Linked DNA regions of Mus musculus: all the other regions are linked to region 2. The links are chromatin contacts, called in public HiCAR-type, HiChIP or PLAC-seq, capture Hi-C and promoter capture Hi-C maps. All regions are on one chromosome and are shown on one strand. The core of a region is the stretch at or near the end of the contact, and the rest is flanking DNA. Distances in the headings are between cores, read along the strand shown.

Region 1 (2,700 bases), core at 124-2,623, 1.5 Mb before region 2:
CCCGTCTCCAACCTGCATTCATATTGATTTGTGTTCCTCAGTATTCCTGAAAGGGGCCTTCAGTCAGCATCTTATATTTATTAGCCTAGTACAGTGAACTGAAATGTGTGCAATTGGAATTATGGGCCCTGACATTCTGTGGGGACAGAGCTTTTGCTGTTGTTTGTTTGTTTATACTGTAACCAATATTTTGAACGTCTTTACTAAACTTGACTTGTGAATGACTTGCTTCTCCTCCTTCCCCTCTAGGTCTAGGTCGGGCTGTCCTTCATGACCCAGGTCCATCTGTGGTTCAGACCTATGCTGCTCCCACGGACTCCCCCAGGCTGTATCTCAGATAAAGAGTTCTTTCTGACAGCTCCAGGGCTCTGAAGGTCAAGGATCAAGCCCCCACTGGAGGATGCTGGGCAGGTTGTGGTTTGAGTGAGAACGCCCCCCACAGGCTCATGTTAAAATGCTTAGTCACCAGGGAGTAGAACTCATTGAAAGGATTTGAAAGACAGGAGGTATGGCCTTGATGGTGAAAGTATATCACTGGGCATGGCTAGAGATTTTAAGAGCACATGTGTCTCTTTGTCTCTCCAGTATGGATGAGGATTTAACTCTCCCTCCCATGCCCGCTGCTGCCATGCTCTTGCCATGATAATGCACTAAACCCCTAAAAGTGTACGCAAGCCTCTAATTAAATGTTTCCTTTTATAAGCGTTGCCTTGGTCATGATGTCCCTTCACAGCAACAGAAGAGTGGCCCAGATAGCCCATGTTCTACCACCAGGTCACTCCCACAGCCCCTCACTAGGGGATTCTGGGCAGTGCTCTACAACTGAGCCGGTCCCCCACCCCTCATAGGGGGTTTCTATGCAGAAACTCTGACTCTGCTGCCTAATTAGGCAACTGCAGCTGTGCAGTTTCCCTGTTAGCTTTTATAATGTAATACAGTATGGGATCTCAATTTTAAAAAAAAATGTATCCACAGCAAGATCTGCTGGCCCTCTCCTTTAATCACAGCACTTGGGAGGCAGAGGCAGACAGATCTGTCAGTTCGAGGCCAGCCTGGACTACTGGGGGAGTTCCAGGACAGCCAGGGCTACACAGAGAAACCCTGCCTCGGAAAAACAAAACAACAACAAAAACAAAGAAGTATCCACAGTTGACTTTCATGGAATTTCAGAAATGAATAAACCGAAAAGCAACACAGAAGAGCGACCTACCAAAAGGAATCCCCTTAGTTAAAAAGGTTCACCGAAGCTTTGCCATTCCGGGGAATATAGTCCCCAGAGAGTGCAGCCACTGAGGAATTCTGGGAATTGTAGTTCCAACGCCAGTAGTGGTCAAGGTCGTTTCCGCTCCCGGGAGGGGAGGATGTTTGTGAGTGCTTCCTGTGAGGTGAAAACCTGGGCCATCGCTCTGCATTTCCTTTGCGCCTGTGCTCCTGATGTATCCCCTCAGTGACCGCATCTGCGGCCCAGGAACAAGCCCGGCATCCAGGTCCTCTCTCGCTGGGCTCTGCCTGAGGCGGGGCTGCCCTACACTGACACACCTCAGCCCCTTGCAGAGCCCCAGGAGAGGCTAGCTTCCCAGGGGAGCCTGGCAGGGGAGCTATGATGAGAGATGGCCCATGTCCTGAATCCTTAAGTGGTATGCAACTTTACTTTTTATGTGATTCCACCCCTATTTATTTATTTATTTATTTATTTAAATAAACAATATTTTTATTTTGTTAAAGTTATTAAATAAATGTATTTAATAATTAGAAGAAAGAGAGAGAGAGAGAGAGAGAAAGAAAGAAAGAAAGAAAGAAAGAAAGAAAGAAAGAAAGAAAGAAAGAAAGAAAGAAAAGAAGTCAAAAGACAACTTGTGGGAGTCAACTTAATGGTACCCAGAGACTCAAACTCAGCAGGTTAGACTCAGTGGCAGTTTCCTTTACCCGCTGAGCCATCTTGTAGGCTCAAACTCCCCATTCCTTGGAGAGGGTTTAGCGTTTTTTGTTATTGTTTTGTTTTGTTTTTTAATTGGTCATTATTTTCATGCCTGTGGGAAAAGAGACTTTGGACTTTGTGGCGGCTCTTGTAAATGAACAATGTTTACTAGTAATTAAGTCTTTTAGAGGGAGATACAAAAGAGGACTCTATCATTTCCATGTATGGAAACAATAATATGTAAGATAGCTGTCACAATTGATAGATCTTTCTGAGAGTGGTAGTCAGTCATGACACAGCACGCATCATAGAGTTCAGAGCTTAGTGAAGATTTGTTTTTCTGGAAAACCCATCACTACAGGCAGCCTTGTGAAGGTAAGAGTGCCCAGCACCCCCCACCCCACCCCCCACATGCACACACACAAGCTGCCAGAAATAGAAAATGTGGCCTTTTCTAACCCGCTGCGGTGAGCGAGGTGAGGCATGGGTGGCCCCTTAACTTTAACCCAGAGTCTTACACTACCAATTAGTGGGAAGTAGGCAGAAAAGCCTGGTCAGCGCGCACAGCCCTTGGGGCTGATGGAGAAGCTGAGGAAGCCATGTGGACCAACTGTCCTAGCAGTGTTCTCACGAAGCCCCTCTTCCCCCAGCTTGCTTCCCAGAGCCCTGCCTTGTCTCAAAGAGAAGAGAACAATGACCAAGTTACAGGTAAGTCGGGTTGCTTCCCCCATCCCCACAGTGCTAGGGATTGGAAACAGGACCCCTGCATGCTGGGCAAGTGC
Region 2 (2,700 bases), core at 16-2,515:
TTTCTCGAGACAAGGTTTCTCTGTGAAACTCTGGCTGCCCTGGAACTCTCTCTGTAGACCAGACTGGCCTCGAACTCACATAGATCTTCTGCCTCCAGAGTGCTGGGATTAAAGGTGTGCACCACCACCGCTCTGCTGAGTGGGCGCTTCTTAACCACATCCCTTTGCCTGCCCTCTCACTTCCTTCTAGGCTCTAACCTCTGATCTTGGGACCATCCACAACCAGCTTTGGTTTCTCATAATCCCCCTCTTCCCAATATCTGGCTACTCATTTCAACCTCTGCTGAACACTTAAGTCCCGCAGCAAGTAACACGGAGCATGTGTCCCGTTTCTCCCTTAGACACCCACTCCTCTTTTCTGTCCTTAAAAGTCCCTTAGAGTATTTTTGAATGGAGAACTTAATTCTCCCCACTACCCCCAGCAAGTTGGGACTGCCTCCCCATCCTCCCACCCGTGGCAGGAACTCCTAGCTCCCTCCTAGCAGAGCTACACCCATCCTCCCACTCTGGGAGTCTCTGAGGCAGATTCCTTCAGCCCAGGATGCTCTCTGCTCAGCCCCCTCCAGCTTCCAGATGCTTCCCTTTCAACGAGGGGGGGGGGACGGGGAAGGGTGCTGGGGACGGCAAGCTCGCCCACTACCCTCTTATTTAGAGAATGTCTGCTTTGCAGCTTTGGTCTCAGCTCACTAACTTCCAGCATGCTGTGGGTCCCTGCGACCTGGGACCCCTACTCCTCTGGGTCCTGTTCTCATTTCCTCCTAGTCCTCTGTGAGCTGTGTCCCTCCAGCTCTAGTGCCCTTTTCAGGGCATTCCCTTTCTTTCTTAGCCCTGGATCCCACTTCCAAGACTGGCTGAGCTCTGCCCACTCCAACCTGGATACCCTTGCTCAGCCCAGGTCAACTTGTTCGCGTCCCCAGCTCAAGACATTCATGGTCTCTTTGCCCTCAGAACTCCTGCTTCTGCCTCCTTTATAAGATAGTCCAAGACTCATCTGCTCTGGCACTTAGAAGGCTCCCCGCCCCCGCGCACATCCCCTGGTTAGGATGTCCTTGCGTCCCCTCACCCGCAAAAGCCCCGAGTACAGAGCCCCGGGACGCAGCTGCAGGAGGTTCCCCAGCAACGGCAGCGGCGTGGGCCCCGGGGGTAGGTAGCCTCGGGCCGGGGTCCTGAATAGCGTCAGAGACAGCAGCAGCAGCAGCAGCAGCAGGGCCAGCAGCAGCGCCCAGGTGCTGGCTGCCTCCATCTCTGCAGGTCGGCTGGGTCTGTACCTCCTAGAAGCTCCTTGCCGCCGGACTAGTTAGGGGAGGGAACGGGGCGGCTCCCTCCTCAACGAAATCAAGAGGAGTGGGGCGGGGCAGCCTCCTGCAAGGCGTCGCTCCCCGCACCCTTATTTCTCTGTCTCTGGCCCGCTGTCGCCAGAAGTCTCACACCATCGCGCGAATGTATCTCCCAGGTTACCAAGGTTTTCCCTGGGTTCAGAGGGCGGAGGCAGTACCTTGGGCCCTAGGTGGGGCATAGTAAGCAAACAAGAGGAACCTGGGAGCGGGAGACCTTGACTGGCTGCAGCAGCCACACCTCGCGCGCCTGTGACCCCGCCTGGCTTCCCCAGCTCCTGCCTCCCTCTGCTTATCTTGGTGTGCGTGCGTGCGTGCATGTGAGGTGTCTTGGAGGCACTTTCCTCCCGCATCCTACCTCTGCCAACTAGGAGGGACTTGACATTCTGTTGTCCCTAGATTACAAGGCTCCGTGACATTGACTTAGGTCAGTGTGTATAGGTTGACTCATTCTTTTGTTTTGTTTTGAAACGAGGTCGCAGGTAGCTAGAGCTGGCCTGAAACTCTCTGGGTAGTTTAAGTATGACCTTGAGTTTCTTAATCCTCCTGTCTCCACTGCTCACTAGTGGGATTAAAGGACTTGTTCTTTAAATTAAAAACAAAAAGTGTTTTTTCTTTTTTTTTTTTTTAGCGTGTATCTGTACATTCGTGTTATATTCGTGTATATTCTGTGCGTGGGTTCAGATGTGTATGCGGGTACTCCTGCTTGTACGTTGGCAGGCAGGTAGAGTTGACCTCCTGCATTCCTCCATATTTATCTAGGCAGGTTCTATCTGGAATCCCTCCTCTAGCTGAAGGGTTTGCCCCAAGGCTCCCTGTCTTCCTTACGAGGAATCTGGAGCTATACATTTCAGTCCTCATATGGTCGTGCTTATCCACTGGGCCGTCTCCTAGCCCTAATTTATTTTTTATTAGGATATGTTAATTATACACCCCACCCACACACACACATATATTTTTTCATTCTGGCATTTTCATGCACTCACAACATATTTTTCACATTCATTTTCACAACATTCAATCAGTTTCATATCTCTGAGGCCTTCGCTCTTCCTACTTAATTAGTTAGTTAATGAATTTTGATGACCAGATGAGTTTCATTAGGGTTGCTTACAGAGTCTCAGTTGAGAGACTGTTCACAGGAGCACGAAGTCCTTATCCTGAGGCCACACCTCTCTCTCTTGTCTCTCTCACTCTCAAAAAATTTTTTTTATTAAGCAGAAGAGGACACTAGATGCCATTACAGATGGCCGTGGGCCACCATGTGGTTGCTGGGAATTGAACTCAGGACCTCTGTAAGAGCAGTCAGTGCAAACTGCTGAGCCATCTTGACAGCCCAGTTCCATTCTTTGATTCACTTAGAGCA
Region 3 (2,700 bases), core at 91-2,590, 1.9 Mb after region 2:
CCCTCTCCTCCTCCTGGTGATCTGAAACTCCCTCTCTCATTCCTCCCCCTGGCTGGGAGACGTGCTGCCCTGTTTTCTCTCTGCCCAGCCTTTGGGCAATCTGCATTTATTGTCAGGGCAGAGAACAAATGGTAAGATTTTGTTTATAGAACTTGAAACACGAGAGTTTTTTTTAAAAAATCTAAGTATTACAATGTCATTTTCAGATAGAAACAAGAGGTGAGGGCAGAGAAATGACCATTTGAAAACCCCAAGGATAACCTTTCCACGGGGCACAAAACCATTCTGACCACAGTTCATCTCAAACTCAGGTGCTCCCGTGGGCTTAGTGGGATGGAGACTTCCGTGAGCTCCCGACTGCAGCAGCCGGTGCCTTTGTGGCCACAGCACTGTCTGTATAGTGGGTTTCAGATGCACGGTTTCCCCATAGATCTGGCTCTGTAGATGGCCTATTGGTCCAACCGAGGATGTGAAATCTGAGCGCTAAAGAGGGTTCTTCATCGGGTGTCCTGAGCAGACTAAGGGACAGCCACAATGCCGCTGTGTAACGGGACATGTTCAACAACTTCCTCAGCAGGACAGGCGCATACTGAAGATTTGATATGCCATCTTAGGCAAATGGGGGCTGGGAACAAGGTGTTTGAAGCTGGTGTATACTGTGGCTTCTGGTTGCTGTGAAGAAAAGTTCAGACTCCCATAAGCTGTCTTCCCGGCAAACCTGGAATTCTTCTTCTTTTTTTTTTAACTTGGAATTTTTATGATTCTGTTTACTTACCTTATGGTTCGTTGAGATCTGATATGAGATTTGGGTATGCGGGAATTGACTTGCTAAAAGGTCCTTTGTGTAACAATCACAAAAGCCCTCCTGCGAAGCTGTTAGCCGTTTAGTTCAGCTCACCAGAATGGATCCCTCTGCTTCTGGGAAGCCTAAATTCATTCTGCAGTGTCCCTCTTTCTTTGATCGTTCAGAAAAACCCAGAACACTGACAAAGTCCCACCAGAGCACAGCGAGGTGGAACCCTGCAGTGGGTCTCAGGCAAAGCGTATTCAATTACATCTCGATCCAATTTTACTTCCTAGCCTGCGTTTAAAACTTAGGCTCACCTGTCTTCTCCACAGGGGTGAAACCCAGTTACTCACAGAACCCGGAAGTACACACACACACAGAGAGAGAGAGAGAGAGAGAGAGAGAGAGAGAGAGAGAGAGAGAGAGAGAGAGAGAGAGAGAGAGAGAGAGAGAGAGAGAGAGAAGGGCACCATCCCTGGGAACTCCCACAAAGCACAGGGCGCAGCTGCCAGATGGGCTGGCCCAGGTTGCATGCTGGGATATCCCAGAACTATGAAGCATTATATTTCTTGTAGTTTGGGACAAGGGGACTACATTTCCCAGGCAGCATAGGGTCGGAAGTAGATAACTTCTGGTGTGCAGGCGGAGCTACCCCGGATGGTCAGGTGGGAATCAGAAGTCACTGGTTGGCCTCCACAGAGTAAGGCGGGAGACCGCAGGCGGGTGTGGGTGTGGCGAATGGGTGTTGATGTGTGGGCGTGTAGGAACTGTGGTGTGTGTACGTGTGTGTATGTGCGTGTGTGTCTGTCAGTGTCTAACTGTATACACACCTTGAGCTCTCTGCATAATCTGTGTCTCTTTGCTTGTCGCTGTCTGCTCCTGCTTTCTCTCAGGGACACAGGGACTAAAGCAGAGGACCAAGCTTCAGTAAGGGGAGGTCAGGTGCGGGGTCTGAAGGGAAGCTTTCCCCGAGGCTCAGACTTGAGCTTAGGGCTATAATTTAAGGACGGGGGTGTCGTCTAGGAGGGAGGGTACTTGTTGAGCTCCGTGACTGTCTCAGAGCTCTGCCGAATCTGAATATCGAGGGAAGAGAAGGAAAGTTCTCACTGAGGATGCTCTCAAATGTAGTCTGCGATCTCATGTATACTCGGGTTCCCTGCTTAGGCCATTATTCAAGAGGGAGGCTGGAGAATAATGAAAATATTATCGCTACCCATCTAAGATTCAAGAGTGAGTGCTCTTTTCGGTTTGAGAACTGAGGTTTTAGTTTTAGAATATAGAATTGTTAGGAAATGAAGCAGGAGCATGCAAATTTACAACTGCACTATTGTCCTTAGTGTCCCCTCCCGTTCCAGCTAGTATTCACATTATCATTTCAGTGACCCTTGATGTCTTCTGTCGACAATCCCATCTTTTTCCCAAGCTGTTTTCCATAGGGACCTACAGAGGTTAGCATTAGGGCTTTCAAACGCTGCTGTTCTACATCTGATTTCTATTTCCATGGCATCACAAGACAGGAAAAGAATGCAGTCGATAGATGGTCTGTTCGCTTGTGAGGATTTCGGGAGTGGGAAAGTGATAGCACTGAAGGACTTCATCTAACTTATATTTTTGTCACGAGTACACTTGCCATCTACTCTCTAAGACTTTACAAACTATTAATCCCAGTCACCATGTTTCATGACACATCTCCCAACTCTCTCGCTTATGGTATAGATCTACCTCCCACTCTCGACCCCGATGCTGCACATCCAGCCTCCGCCACTCAAACCCCAGTAACCGGCATCTTACTGTTCCTAGGAGAAAACAGCTTCAGATTCTACATGACTGAGACCATGGGGGTCTGTCTTTTGTTTAAAGATGAAGTATTTGTCTTCAAAGTTATGTATGTTGGGTTATGTGTCCATGACCAC
Region 4 (2,700 bases), core at 165-2,664, 1.8 Mb after region 2:
GCTGTAGCTCCAGTCTGATGCTCTCCTCTCTGGCTCCTCACTTGCATCTACTCCATCCCCAATAATTAAGGGAAACCTTGAAATTTCAAGGTCTTACTATGAATCCCAATCTGGCATGGAATTCTTAGTCCTCTTGTTTCAGGGTCTGCAGAGGTGGGTTACAGCCGTGCAACCTATATACCTTTTTTTCTGTGAGCGATTTTCTGTGGTTTTAAGTCTTACATGGGCTCAAGTTACTCCATATGAGAAATTATAAGTCCCACATTTATTTAGATATATATCATGTGCAAGTGACATTAATATTTTGAAGTCACAGTTTAATAAGAACTGTTTTCGTAAGATAATCCAAGGTTATTTGTGTTTTGAAGATGTGGATTCTTGAGATGTGGATACAGAAGTCAGCCCATAGTTACAGAAGAGGATATTCTAATGTGGGGTTATGTGGCTCAAAGCTTGAGTGCAACATCTTTTTTTTTTTTTGAGACAAGGTCTAGCTGGCCTGCCCCAACATCCAGAATGATGCAGTAACAGACCTGTTGCCATACCCTGCTTTGTGCTTGATCTTAACTAACTTGTTTTGGGTCTCTATAAGTAAGCATCTAGGAGCCTGGCAGTGGCAGGCCAGGCCTTTAATCCTATTGCTCAGAAGGCAGAAGCAGGCAGATCTCTGAGTTCAAGACAGCTTGGTCTACAGGGCGAGTTTCAGGACAGCCAGGGCTATACACAGAAACCCTGTCTCGAAAAACCAAAAAAAAAAAAAAAGTCAGGCTGGTAAGATGGCTCAGCGGTTAAGAACACTAACTGCTCTTCCAGAGGTCCTGAGTTCAAGTCCCAGCAATCACATGGTGGCTCACTACCATCTATAAGGGGATCTGATGCCCTCTTCTGGCCTGCAGATCAGAGCACTCATACATTAAGTTAAAAAAAAAAAAAAAAAAAAAAAGAAAGAAAAAAAGAAAGTCTAGGACAGTGTTTCTCAGTCTACCTAATGTGACTCTTTAATACAGTTCCTCATGTGGTGATCCCCCAAACATAAAATTATTTTCGTTGTCACTTCATAACTAATTTTGCTATTCTTATGAATCATAATGTAAATATCTGAATTTTCCGATGATCTTAGGCAACCCCTGTGAGAGGTTCCCAAGTGAAGAACCGCTGGTCTAGGAACTAGGAAGGCAGGAAAGAGAAGAATAAAACAAGATCAAAGCATATGTAAATAAAGCCCTTTGATTGCCGGGAAGTAATCACTGGGCCTTCGGGGAAAGCCTACTTGTTGGTGTCCTACTGCGCATGTGTAATGCTACCCCCCCCTCCGCCCCCCCAGCTCAGAACGGGGCTCTTAAAAAAAATAAATAAATAAAAAGTTAACGTGACGGGTGCCTAAAGTACGCAGGCGCGCTGCCTTGAGCCTGCCTGCCTCCTAGTTCCTGCGCTTGCGGTCTGATGTTTTCTGAGGCCATTCCCTTGGTCTACTACGTCAGTTCCTGTTTGTGGCTGGAAAAGGCGGTATTTCCGGCCAGCGGGTGGGAGGGGGCTGTGAGTGGGGGCTGGGGGCTGGGGGGAGGGGGCGGGGGGGCCCGCGCTGCGCGAGCCGTTGGGCCTGACTCCGAGAAGGCGTCGCCGCCGCCAGCACTGCCGCCGTTGCTGCCGCCAGTTCATAAATAAGGAGCGGGAACGAGCTCAGCGTGGCGATGGGCGGGGGTAGAGCCCGGCCGGAGAGGCTGGGCGGCCGCCGGTGACAGGTGAGTACGCCAGCGCGTGTCCCCAAGCGCCCTCCCCTCCGCGATGGTCGCGTCCTGGCCCCCCGTGGGGCCTCGCTGGGCCGTACCACCCGTGCCCGCCTGGCGGGGACCACGGACCTGGAGGCTCCCCCCCTCTTCCGGAACGGAGTGGGGGCGCCTGCTGCGGGGCTGGGGGGGACAAACCCAGAGGGACGCGGGGCGGGTGCCGTGGTCCATACCACTGCGGCGGCGGGGGGAGCTCTCTCTGAGTGTGCGGGCTGGGGGCTGCCCTCGGGGACATCGGGGGAGACAGCTCCTTCTCTGTGGTGCCAGCCTGTCCAGCTTTTGAGGCGCTCACCGTGTCAAGTGCCGCTTGGGTGCTTTGGGAGCCGTTCCTATAGTGCACTTAGAGGGATGGGAGCTTCTGGAGAGGGGTCTGGGCCCAGGGTGGCCGTGTTGGGGCAGTCAGGGTAGTACCACCTAGACACGAGAGAGCAGTCTTTGTACTTAGAGGAGAACAGGGTCGGGTGGAGGGCTGTGATGTTTATCATCTTTGAGGCACAGGGTGCTGGGAGGCCCGAGTGAGTGTTAAGGGGCGTACTTTTAGGGGTGTGATACTGAGTGGGCGAGGAGCGCTTTTCTCTTCCTGTAATATGCAGGGGTGGGCGTTTACACTCAGCTCACCCTTTCTTGAACTTCTTTATGACTTTGGGGAAAACGGGATCGTTACTGGGCTGCTTTTTATCATGGGGTTGTCCACTCACCACTCCAGAACCCTCTCAGATTATTTCTCTTTAAGGTGTGTGGGACATCCTTTGGCAAGTTCTTTGCTTCCGGGGGTGGAGATGTGTTTTAGAAGTCACTGAAGTTTTCTGATCTCTAGTCTGGCTCCCTACTAGGAAAGGGAGGGGCTATCGGGCTTGGATAAGGAGAAGTGCCTCTGGACCTGCCTGTCACCTTTTGGGCGGAAGGTGTGTTT
Region 5 (2,700 bases), core at 43-2,542, 1.5 Mb before region 2:
TTTTTTTGGCTTTTTGTTTTGTTTTGTTTTTCAAGACAGGGTTTCTCTGTGCAGCCCTGGCTGTCCTGGAACTCACTCTGTAGACCAGGCTGGCCTCGAACTCAGAAATCCATCTGCCTCTGCCTCCCAAGTGCTGGGATTACAGGTGTGTGCCACCACTGCCCGGCTGATCAAACCATCTTGGGAGCATGCTGAGCAGGGAGCTGTGTTGTTTGGACCATCAGCTTTCAGGCTATGACTAGTTTTGAATTTTATGCGGCAACAGTCTTGATCTGAGTTACTCTATCTTGGATAAAAGTGCCAAGAAGAAATCCATGTCTTGTTTACACAGTCATAGCCAGGCGACTCAATTGTGCTATTAAAAGATATCGACTAGCCTTTAGTCCCAGCACTCAGGTAGATCTCTGTGAGTTCAAAGCCAGCCTGGTAACATAAAACATAAGCGCACCAACCATATCACGTTACTTCTTCACCAAGGGACCGGTATGTGGCAGGCACACTGCTCAGTAGCCTGGTCACATGCCAGGAGCCAAGTCCAGTTCCAATGATCCATCCTGTGATAATAAACTCACGAGTGTGTATAACTGTGTGCCAGGTGACTCGTGGTCTGAAATTTATCATTAGCTATGTTAAGCTTGGAATAAAAGAACCTGTGATTAATGGCCAACCACCAGGAGAAATCGAGATTCCTTGGCAAATTGCAGCCAACGAAACTGACACAGCTTATGACTTTCTTGTCGTTCAGCAAAATCTGACATCGTGGAAAGCCATAGACGTGTCCGTTTATCCTTCTACATGACAGGCTCTCGACAAATCTCCACCCATCCCGATTCTCTGCAGTGTAGGTGTGAGTCCTAGAACCTTCAGGGCAGGGTGACACTAGCTACATCAATGCCTCAAACAACACTATCAACATGGCCCTCGCACCCCAATTCCAGACAGCAGTGAAGGAAGGTGTGAGGGCTCACACCTGTCATCGCAACACACCGGATGCTGAGGCAGGAGGCTGACTGAGCCACGCGCTGAGACCCTATCAGTGCGATGATATCTGTGGGATGGAGGGAGGCTCATTGGGCGCCCTGCGCTTCCCTTTCGCCAGCCTGGAGCCGACTCCCCTACGGCCGCCCGCCGCCAACCCTGCAAACCTCCAGATCCAGGCATCAGTCGAGGAAGGTGTGGGAGAGAGGAGACTCAAGGGAGGACAAGGGGAGCGGATGCTAACAGAAACCACCTGGGAAACACTTCCCAGAATGCTTCGCATCAGCCCGCACAACAGAAGCACGCGCAATGCTCCGAGAATTTGAACTACGCTTCCCAGAATGCTCGGCGTCCGCCGGCCTTCACAGACGCACGCGCAATGCGCAGAGACCCTGGACGACACTTCCCAGAAATCTCCGCGTCAGCTCTCCCGGGTGCCTGCGTGTTTGTGGAACAGTTGAACTACATTTCCGGTAGTGAATGCGGAGAGGCGGATCTTACACTCGTTTCTCCTAGTATATAGCCTCTCTGGAGTGTGTGTGTGTGCGCCACGCAGGTACTTCCCTAGCCCTCTGCGGAACTTTTTATTTAATCTGCGAGACACTGGTGCGCACTGTACAATCCATACTGAATTTACGATGGTCCTCCTGCCTCAGTCTTGCACACTCTCAAATGCTGGGCTAACGTGTGTGCCATGACACCATGCTGCCTCTGAACTTGACACGTCCCACGTGGAAAATTTTTCACCCTGGAAAATTAAGAGTCCTTACCTCATAGGCGGTAATTTGGCCCTACCGTTGTCCTTATATACCTGAGTATATAATATATACTTCTGTGTTTCTCAAAGAAACCAAAATTCTCTCTACACATCACAGCCACACAATCCACTTAACCTCCTGCTAGGCTGCTTCTTCAATGTAACCACAGGTACATTGATAATTCATACTCTCCTCCCTGCCCCTCCAGTTTTCTCCCCACTTCCTTCTATCTTCCACATCAATCTAGATCAATCCACAGGAGAAACAAGTTTTGGTTTGCTTGGTTTTTTTTGTTTGTTTGTTTGTTTGTTTTGTTTTGTTTTGTTTATTTTTCAGAGATTTATTTCTTTTTTTATTTATGTGAGTACAAATAAAGTACAATTAAAAAAAAAGCTAGCTTCAGACACACACTAGAAGAGGGCATCCGATCCCATTACAGATGGTTGTGAGCCACCATGTGGTTGCTGGGAATTGAACTCAGGACCTCTGGCAGTCAGTGCTCTTAACTGCTGAACCATCTCTCAGCCCTGTCTGTCTGTCTGTCTGTCTGTCTGTCTGTTTGTTTGTTTGTTTGTTTGTTTGTTTTTAATTATCCCAAAGGACCACTAGCAAAAGTTTTTTTCATCCAAACAAAATCTCGGCGTATGTGTGTGGCACAGCGGAGATGCTGTAACAGGTATACATAGTAGCAAGGAAAAAGACTAGTTTTTACATGATATGATTGTTGTGACAATTTTGGAGTTTTGGTTTCTTTGAAAAACAGAAATACTATAGGAATGTTTTGATTTTAGCCCCAGGTGAGGAATATGAGGCTGCTTCAGACGGTCCACAGCAGCTGGGATTTGCCTCCTGCTCTAGCAGAGGCGTGATTTTGCCAGCTGCAGGTGGTTTCTGTGCGTGTGTGATGTTTAGAATTCGGGGGACTTTTCAGAGAGGGGTGGGTGTAGGTTGGCTTTTGGTGGCT
Region 6 (2,700 bases), core at 127-2,626, 1.4 Mb after region 2:
GCTCTACACCGCAAGCTAGCTGGGGCTTTCTTAGCCTGTGCCCGTCTCCACGCCCACATCGCCTGCCGGGACCTCTTCCAAGATACCTACCACCGCTACTGGGCCAGTCGCCAGACACTGCCGCTGCCAGCAGCCTCCTGACTAGGGACCTCCCTGCCGACCCCACCATGACAGATTCCATCCAGGGATACCAGCTCCACAGCAGGCAGTCCCCTCCTCCTCTTTCTTGGTCTCCAGAACCTAGTTTCTTGCCTTGGATCTTTGGGCCCCTGGAGTTAGCTCCCTGATCCTAAGTGAGCAACCTTGAATTCTGAGGCTAGGAGCCAGCAGAATCCTGCCACCATCTAAGTGAGCCTTGGGTCCACTCTCATGTGAAGGAGACGCCCCTCGGCCCCAGGTCTTCCAGGATCTGCAGGGGAGATGGTGGCTGTTGGGGGCGGTCCTCACCTTTGCCTCCCTTGCTCCTCTACCAGCTGCCTTCTTCCCGGGTTCCAGCCTGTGTATTGGAGGGTGGGGGTGGGTGCTGATCCTTTCCTCCGAATAAAGGCACCCTTTCCCTGCCCCCAGTTCTTTTCTCTCTGTGCTAAGGGGGAGGAGCTCACAGGCAGCTCCAGGTGCAGATGGCCAGACCCCCCACCCCACCCCCTTGTCTAGGGCCATCTGTTGCAGGGAACCTCCTCCGCCCCCCCCCCCACGTGCTGACCACCTGCTCCAAGGGCTGTGGCAGCTGAGAAGTACCCTTCTATCACATACTCGCCCCCCCCCCCACCCCCCAGCTTCAGGCTCCCTCCTGTTCCTGACAACCTCGCCTTTGCTAATGGGCCCTAATGCCCCTAACAGCTGCTCTGCCAAACCTACAGGACAGGGGTAGGGGTGCAGCTGAGTCCAGAACTAGGACCTGGTCTAACCCAATGCCCACTTCTCGCAAGCCAGAGTGATCTCCCTCCAGGACTCCAGGGTCTGTTTCTTTTCCTTCCCCTCCTCTCCCCTCCCCTCGCCTGCAAAAAGTGCCTCGTCACCGCTTCTGCCCGCCCCCGCCGGGCTGGGAGAACCGTGGGGTTAAGCAAGATTTGAGGACGAGGCGCCTCCCAAAGCAATTCTTCAGAAGCAGAACCATAGGGGATCTGAGGTCAGGGGTTATGGAAGCAAATAGAACCTGCGCCTCAACCTGAGAGGCACTCCTCTAGGGATGCGTGCAGGTTCCCGCAAGGCCAGACCAAGGGGCGGGGCGGGCCGGCCTTTGCTTGGGAGGAGACCCGGTAGTGTTTATGTGGGGGCGTGGTCTGCGGGAGGGCGGGGTTATCTTTTGCATATACAGCAGGCGGCGGGCCAATGGGCGGGGTCGGGGCGGGGCGCCGAGGGAGGGATGCTCCCCCGCCCCCGGAACGGAATCCTCCCGGGAGCCGAGCTGGCTCGCGCGCTTGCATCCCGCACCAGCCGCCGGCCCCGGGCCGGGCCCGCGTCAGACCGAGCCGCCGCCACCACAGCAGCAGCAGCACTCGGGAAGCCGGGCCCAACCGGGGCCGCGGGAGGCGGGGGCGCCCGGGCCCTGGATGTCCCGCAGCGCGGCGGCCAGCGTGAGAAGGGCGGGCTCGGGGGGCTCGGGCCGGGGGCGGCGCCGCTGCTGATGTGGCGAAGGGTGGGAGGCGGCAGCAGCGCCCGGATGGAGAGAAGATGCCAAGGCTGGAAAGGGTGGTCCTGGGTGGGGGTCCGGGAACAGGTTCCTGGCAATCCCAAACCTGCCAGACTGGGGTCTGGTCCAGCACAGGCCATCTCTGCGAAGGCCCTGAAAATAGGGATCCTGGAATACAGATTCCCCCCAAATCATGGACAGGGCTACATAAATTCTAGGTAAAACTCCCTGGGCAAGGTTTGGCGTTCAGGGTCCGGATACGGTCCCCTTTATCAAGCTGAGGCCTTAACTGAGCCGATTCCAGACAAAATCAGTACTCTTCCCTGCTAGAGGGTTTCTTTGAGCACAACAGCCCCCTGGGCGATGTCTTGAAGATGAAGTCCCTGGATAGAGCTGCCAAGGCTAAGGCTCTGGGGGATGGGGGGGCGGTTTCCAAGTACTGTCTACTCCCTGGGGTCCTGGATCCAGCCTGTCCCCCCAAGCCCTTGGGCGGTGTCCCAGGCAAATCCCCTTCTCAGAACAAGGTCTCTGTGTCTGAAACTCCACCCCAGCGTGAATAAAATAAGGAGAATTTCAGGCATTCCCCTACCCCACCTCCACCCCATGCTTAGTCAGGGGTCTCAAGACATTGGTCTCCTAGGCCACCCCTTTTGTCCCTAGGGCTGCTCAGCGTCTAAGAGAGGCCCCACCCGGAGACAATGCTCAGCTTTCCCTTGCCCCCCAGGCTCCAGGATTCAGCCTGGGCTGGGGGCGGCTCCCCAGAGACGGGTGGAAACCTGTCTGTAGCCTCTGTGGTGACCAGCGGCTTTGTGTGGTTGTGTGTGTGTGTGTGTGTGTGTGTGTGTGTGTAAGGGTTGGGGATGTGGCTAGAAGTGTGATCTGGTGTTTGTGTGACTGTAGCTGTGTGTGTGCTTGCATTACAGCTGGCAAGGATGAGGTATCCTGCGTTGTCTGCCTGCATGCTTGTGGTTGGATGTGGTGATGTCTGGTGTGTGTGTGTGTGTGTGTGTGTGTGTGACCGTGGATGTGATGGCAGCCGTTCACTGTTCAGACTCCTGTACTTTTTA
Region 7 (2,700 bases), core at 38-2,537, 1.7 Mb before region 2:
GGCTAACGGGTTTGTAAAGTCAAGTTATGGGGGAGGGAGGTGGGAAACAGACGTCCTCTTCTAGTTTTCTTGGGCACTACACGCAATGGTGCATATACATGTGCCCAAGCACACATGTGCACACACGCACACATACATTAAATATTTAAAATTATTAATTCAGTTCCTTTGTACTTGATTTACCTTTTTCTGCATTCCTGCTTCCATGCTTTTTATAGAATTGCTTCTTGAACTGGGTGGGGATTAGTTACGTTGAGTTTGTCCTAGTGTCACGTTTGAAAAGCTTTTCTTTTCCAAGATTTTTATAAAGACAGTGGAGGTTGGAGAGCTGAAGGTGAATAGTGATAATCAGCAGAATTAAATAAGGGGAATCCCATCCCATAATCAGCCTCCAAACCCTGACACCATTGCATAAACTAGCAAGATTTTGCTGAAAGGACCCTAATATAGCTGTCTCTTGTGAGACTATGCCGGGGCCTAGCAAACACAGAAGTGGATGCTCACAATCAGCTATTGGATGGATCACAGGGCTCCCAATGGAGGAGCTAGAGAAAGTAGCCAAGGAGCTAAAGGGATCTGCAACCCTATAGGTGGAACAACATTATGAACTACCCAGTACCCCGGAGCTCTTGACTCTAGCTGCATATGTATCAAAAGATGGCCTAGTCGGCCATCACTGGAAAGAGAGGCCCATTGGACATGCAAACTTTATATGCCCCAGTACAGGGGAACTCCAGGGCCAAAAAGGGGGAGTGGGTGAGTAGGGGAGTGGGGGGAGGGGGACTTTTGGGATAGCATTGGAAATGTAAATGAGGAAAATGCCTAATAAAAAATATAAAAAATAATAATAATAATAATAAGGGGAATCCCTAAACTCAGGACTATGCAAATGATCTGGAAGGGAGGTCCGCTGGGGTTAAGGCAGGCCCTGCAGATCCCGTGAACTGTAGACCCAAGCAGTCCCTGACGTGCTCTGGGGAAAGCGCTGTTTATCCCAATCTTCCACAGAAAGCAGGGAAAGCATCGTGGTTCGAAGATTTTTGGCTTAGGGTATGCCAAGGACTTTCAAAAGTCTGAAGTCCGGTTTCCTTACTCCATGGCACTTCCGCTCGGGGAAGGCAAGGACTCTGAAAATTCTGGGAAATGTAGTTCATGACCCTCCCATCCCCGGGATGATAAGATAACTTCCGCTGCAGGTGGGGGGGGGGGGCTGAGAGGCCATCCTTCCGGTTGGGAAATGTAGTTTGGGAATCCTCAGTGTGCAAGATCCTCTGCAGGAGACTGCAGGAGACTGTTCTCCCCGCAACCTTCGGGAATTCTGGGAAGTGTAGTCCTGGCTGCCTATGCGGGAAGAGTCACTTCCGCCCCAGGTGTGTGAGGCCTTGTTCCGTTCCTTTCAGAAAGGTGAGCCCTCCCCTTTACTGACCCCTCCCGAGTGTGAGCGATCCTTTTCAGGTTGCCCTGGGTGATAGCCACCAGGCTTGTATCCTGGGTAAGGAAGTCTGCCTCGGAAAGGTAGAACGTGAACTTACTTTGGAAGAGCATGCCCGAGTGTGCTGCGATTGCACACACTGACTCAGGCCTGGCCCGGGGCTGTCAGTCACCTGGATGGAGGGTCTCCTGGGCGATGGGCACCCCCAGCCGCCTCCCTAGCTCTGGTCACGATGCCATCTCCCAGCAGTGGAGTTCAGACTCTCCATCTCTGCCTCCATGCTTTCCACCACGCCTTGGTACCTATCCAAGAGTGATCTAGAGTTTCCTGCAAGGCTCAAAACTGCTGACGCGCGGTAGGAAATGGGACATTTACTATCGGTGCTTTCCAATTTCAGAGAAGCTGGACGCTTTAGTGACCCACGGATGGTCTCAGAGCTCCTGCTGTAGGGTCTCTGGACCCAGCCTGTCCCCATTATCAAAGTCCTTAATGACTTGTTTTGTTTTTGTTGAGACAATCGTTCCCAGCTTTGTGTGCAGTGTCCACTGTGCCTTACGGGGGCCGGGAGAGGTGTTAGCTGAAGTCCGGTTTCTCCGAGCAAGTTGTCTTCTTAATCCTTTATATAAAAAGTGCTGCAGGGGAAAGAGGCATCAGAGAACGTGGTAGTGGTGCAGTCGTTTGAATGAGAAATGACCCCGTAGGGTCCAACCTTTGGATGCCAGGTCCACAGTTTAGAGGGCGGGGTGCTGTTTCTGGAGGTTTGGCTGGTGTGGCCTTGCTGGAGAAATACGTCATGGGGCGGGGTCAGCCTCCAAGGTGTTTGCTCGCTATGCTTGAGTTTCAGAAGGGAGCTCTCAGCTTCTTGCTCCTGTTGACAAGTCTGCCACCTGCCATGCTGTCCCTACTATTATGGAACTGAAAGCCAAAATAAACGCTTTCTTCCACACCTTATTCATGGTGTTTGATCACAGCAACAAAAAGTAACTAATACACAGGGGTAGACCTTAGCATCCTTCTGTCAATCTGTCTGTTCTGAGGAGTGAGGCTCTCTTTACTCATTAGCAGATCCACTTATGAAGTTACCCTAATATTTTTTAATTAATTCTGGACGGGATAGAGAAATGCTTGGACATAAAGAATAAGTATGAAATATAAACATTTAAAACTAAATGCTGTACGGGTTCTATCCAAATTAATAAATATAACTCTTAAAAGAGCTTTATTGGATGTGGAGTCATCATTATTTTTATCACTTCTATTTAAGGAAA

Evidence for each region. Promoter capture Hi-C pulls out the DNA fragments that hold promoters and counts their contacts. HiCAR-type assays count read pairs that join an accessible place to other places. HiChIP or PLAC-seq counts read pairs in DNA pulled down with a chosen protein or histone mark. Capture Hi-C pulls out chosen DNA fragments and counts their contacts.
Region 1: a contact with region 2 is called in a promoter capture Hi-C map of hippocampal neurons, with 9 times the contacts expected there. The contact joins the promoter of Zfp93 here to the promoter of Cyp2s1 in region 2. A contact is called at or near these places in 5 of 39 promoter capture datasets (cranial neural crest, frontonasal cranial neural crest, hippocampal neurons and 2 more).
Region 3: a HiCAR-type map of astrocytes shows a contact between it and region 2, with 5 times the contacts expected there. The contact joins the promoter of Zfp607b here to the promoter of Cyp2s1 in region 2. A contact is called at or near these places in 3 of 39 promoter capture datasets (cranial neural crest, frontonasal cranial neural crest and second pharyngeal arch cranial neural crest) and 1 of 115 datasets of contacts at active chromatin or transcription factors (astrocytes).
Region 4: a contact with region 2 is called in a promoter capture Hi-C map of second pharyngeal arch cranial neural crest. The contact joins the promoter of Akt2 here to the promoter of Cyp2s1 in region 2. A contact is called at or near these places in 3 of 39 promoter capture datasets (cranial neural crest, frontonasal cranial neural crest and second pharyngeal arch cranial neural crest) and 1 of 115 datasets of contacts at active chromatin or transcription factors (pancreatic cancer cells).
Region 5: a contact with region 2 is called in a capture Hi-C map of macrophages, with 5 times the contacts expected there. The contact joins the promoter of Zfp94 here to the promoter of Cyp2s1 in region 2. A contact is called at or near these places in 3 of 39 promoter capture datasets (cranial neural crest, frontonasal cranial neural crest and hippocampal neurons), 1 of 115 datasets of contacts at active chromatin or transcription factors (astrocytes) and 2 of 9 other capture datasets (liver and macrophages).
Region 6: a contact with region 2 is called in a FOXA1 HiChIP or PLAC-seq map of pancreatic cancer cells. The contact joins the promoter of Numbl here to the promoter of Cyp2s1 in region 2. A contact is called at or near these places in 5 of 39 promoter capture datasets (cranial neural crest, embryonic stem cells, frontonasal cranial neural crest and 1 more), 3 of 115 datasets of contacts at active chromatin or transcription factors (embryonic stem cells, forebrain and pancreatic cancer cells) and 2 of 9 other capture datasets (adipose tissue and embryonic stem cells).
Region 7: a contact with region 2 is called in a promoter capture Hi-C map of hippocampal neurons, with 8 times the contacts expected there. The contact joins the promoter of Zfp112 here to the promoter of Cyp2s1 in region 2. A contact is called at or near these places in 2 of 39 promoter capture datasets (hippocampal neurons and second pharyngeal arch cranial neural crest) and 1 of 115 datasets of contacts at active chromatin or transcription factors (astrocytes).

What each region holds. Positions count from the first base shown.
Region 1 is chr7:24,269,045-24,271,744 of GRCm38.p6, forward strand. It overlaps Zfp93 (zinc finger protein 93), which reads left to right and starts at 1,374. Exons shown (of 4, transcript NM_009567.4): 1 at 1,374-1,637; 2 at 2,569-2,626. The coding sequence starts at 2,612.
Region 2 is chr7:25,815,260-25,817,959 of GRCm38.p6, forward strand. It overlaps Cyp2s1 (cytochrome P450, family 2, subfamily s, polypeptide 1), which reads right to left and starts at 1,266. Exons shown (of 9, transcript NM_028775.4): 1 at 1,064-1,266. The coding sequence starts at 1,243.
Region 3 is chr7:27,688,000-27,690,699 of GRCm38.p6, forward strand. Zfp607b (zinc finger protein 607B) reads left to right here and starts at 1,341. Exons shown (of 6, transcript NM_001112731.1): 1 at 1,341-1,487.
Region 4 is chr7:27,590,138-27,592,837 of GRCm38.p6, forward strand. Akt2 (thymoma viral proto-oncogene 2) reads left to right here and starts at 1,415. Exons shown (of 14, transcript NM_001110208.2): 1 at 1,415-1,742.
Region 5 is chr7:24,315,374-24,318,073 of GRCm38.p6, forward strand. Zfp94 (zinc finger protein 94) reads right to left here and starts at 1,293. Exons shown (of 6, transcript NM_001199321.1): 1 at 1,146-1,293. It also overlaps the pseudogene Gm44513.
Region 6 is chr7:27,257,385-27,260,084 of GRCm38.p6, forward strand. It overlaps Numbl (numb-like), which reads left to right and starts at 1,377. Exons shown (of 10, transcript NM_010950.2): 1 at 1,377-1,577. The coding sequence starts at 1,554. Coq8b (coenzyme Q8B) reads left to right here. Exons shown (of 15, transcript NM_133770.2): 15 at 1-565. The coding sequence ends at 141.
Region 7 is chr7:24,111,033-24,113,732 of GRCm38.p6, forward strand. It overlaps Zfp112 (zinc finger protein 112), which reads left to right and starts at 1,288. Exons shown (of 5, transcript NM_021307.2): 1 at 1,288-1,404.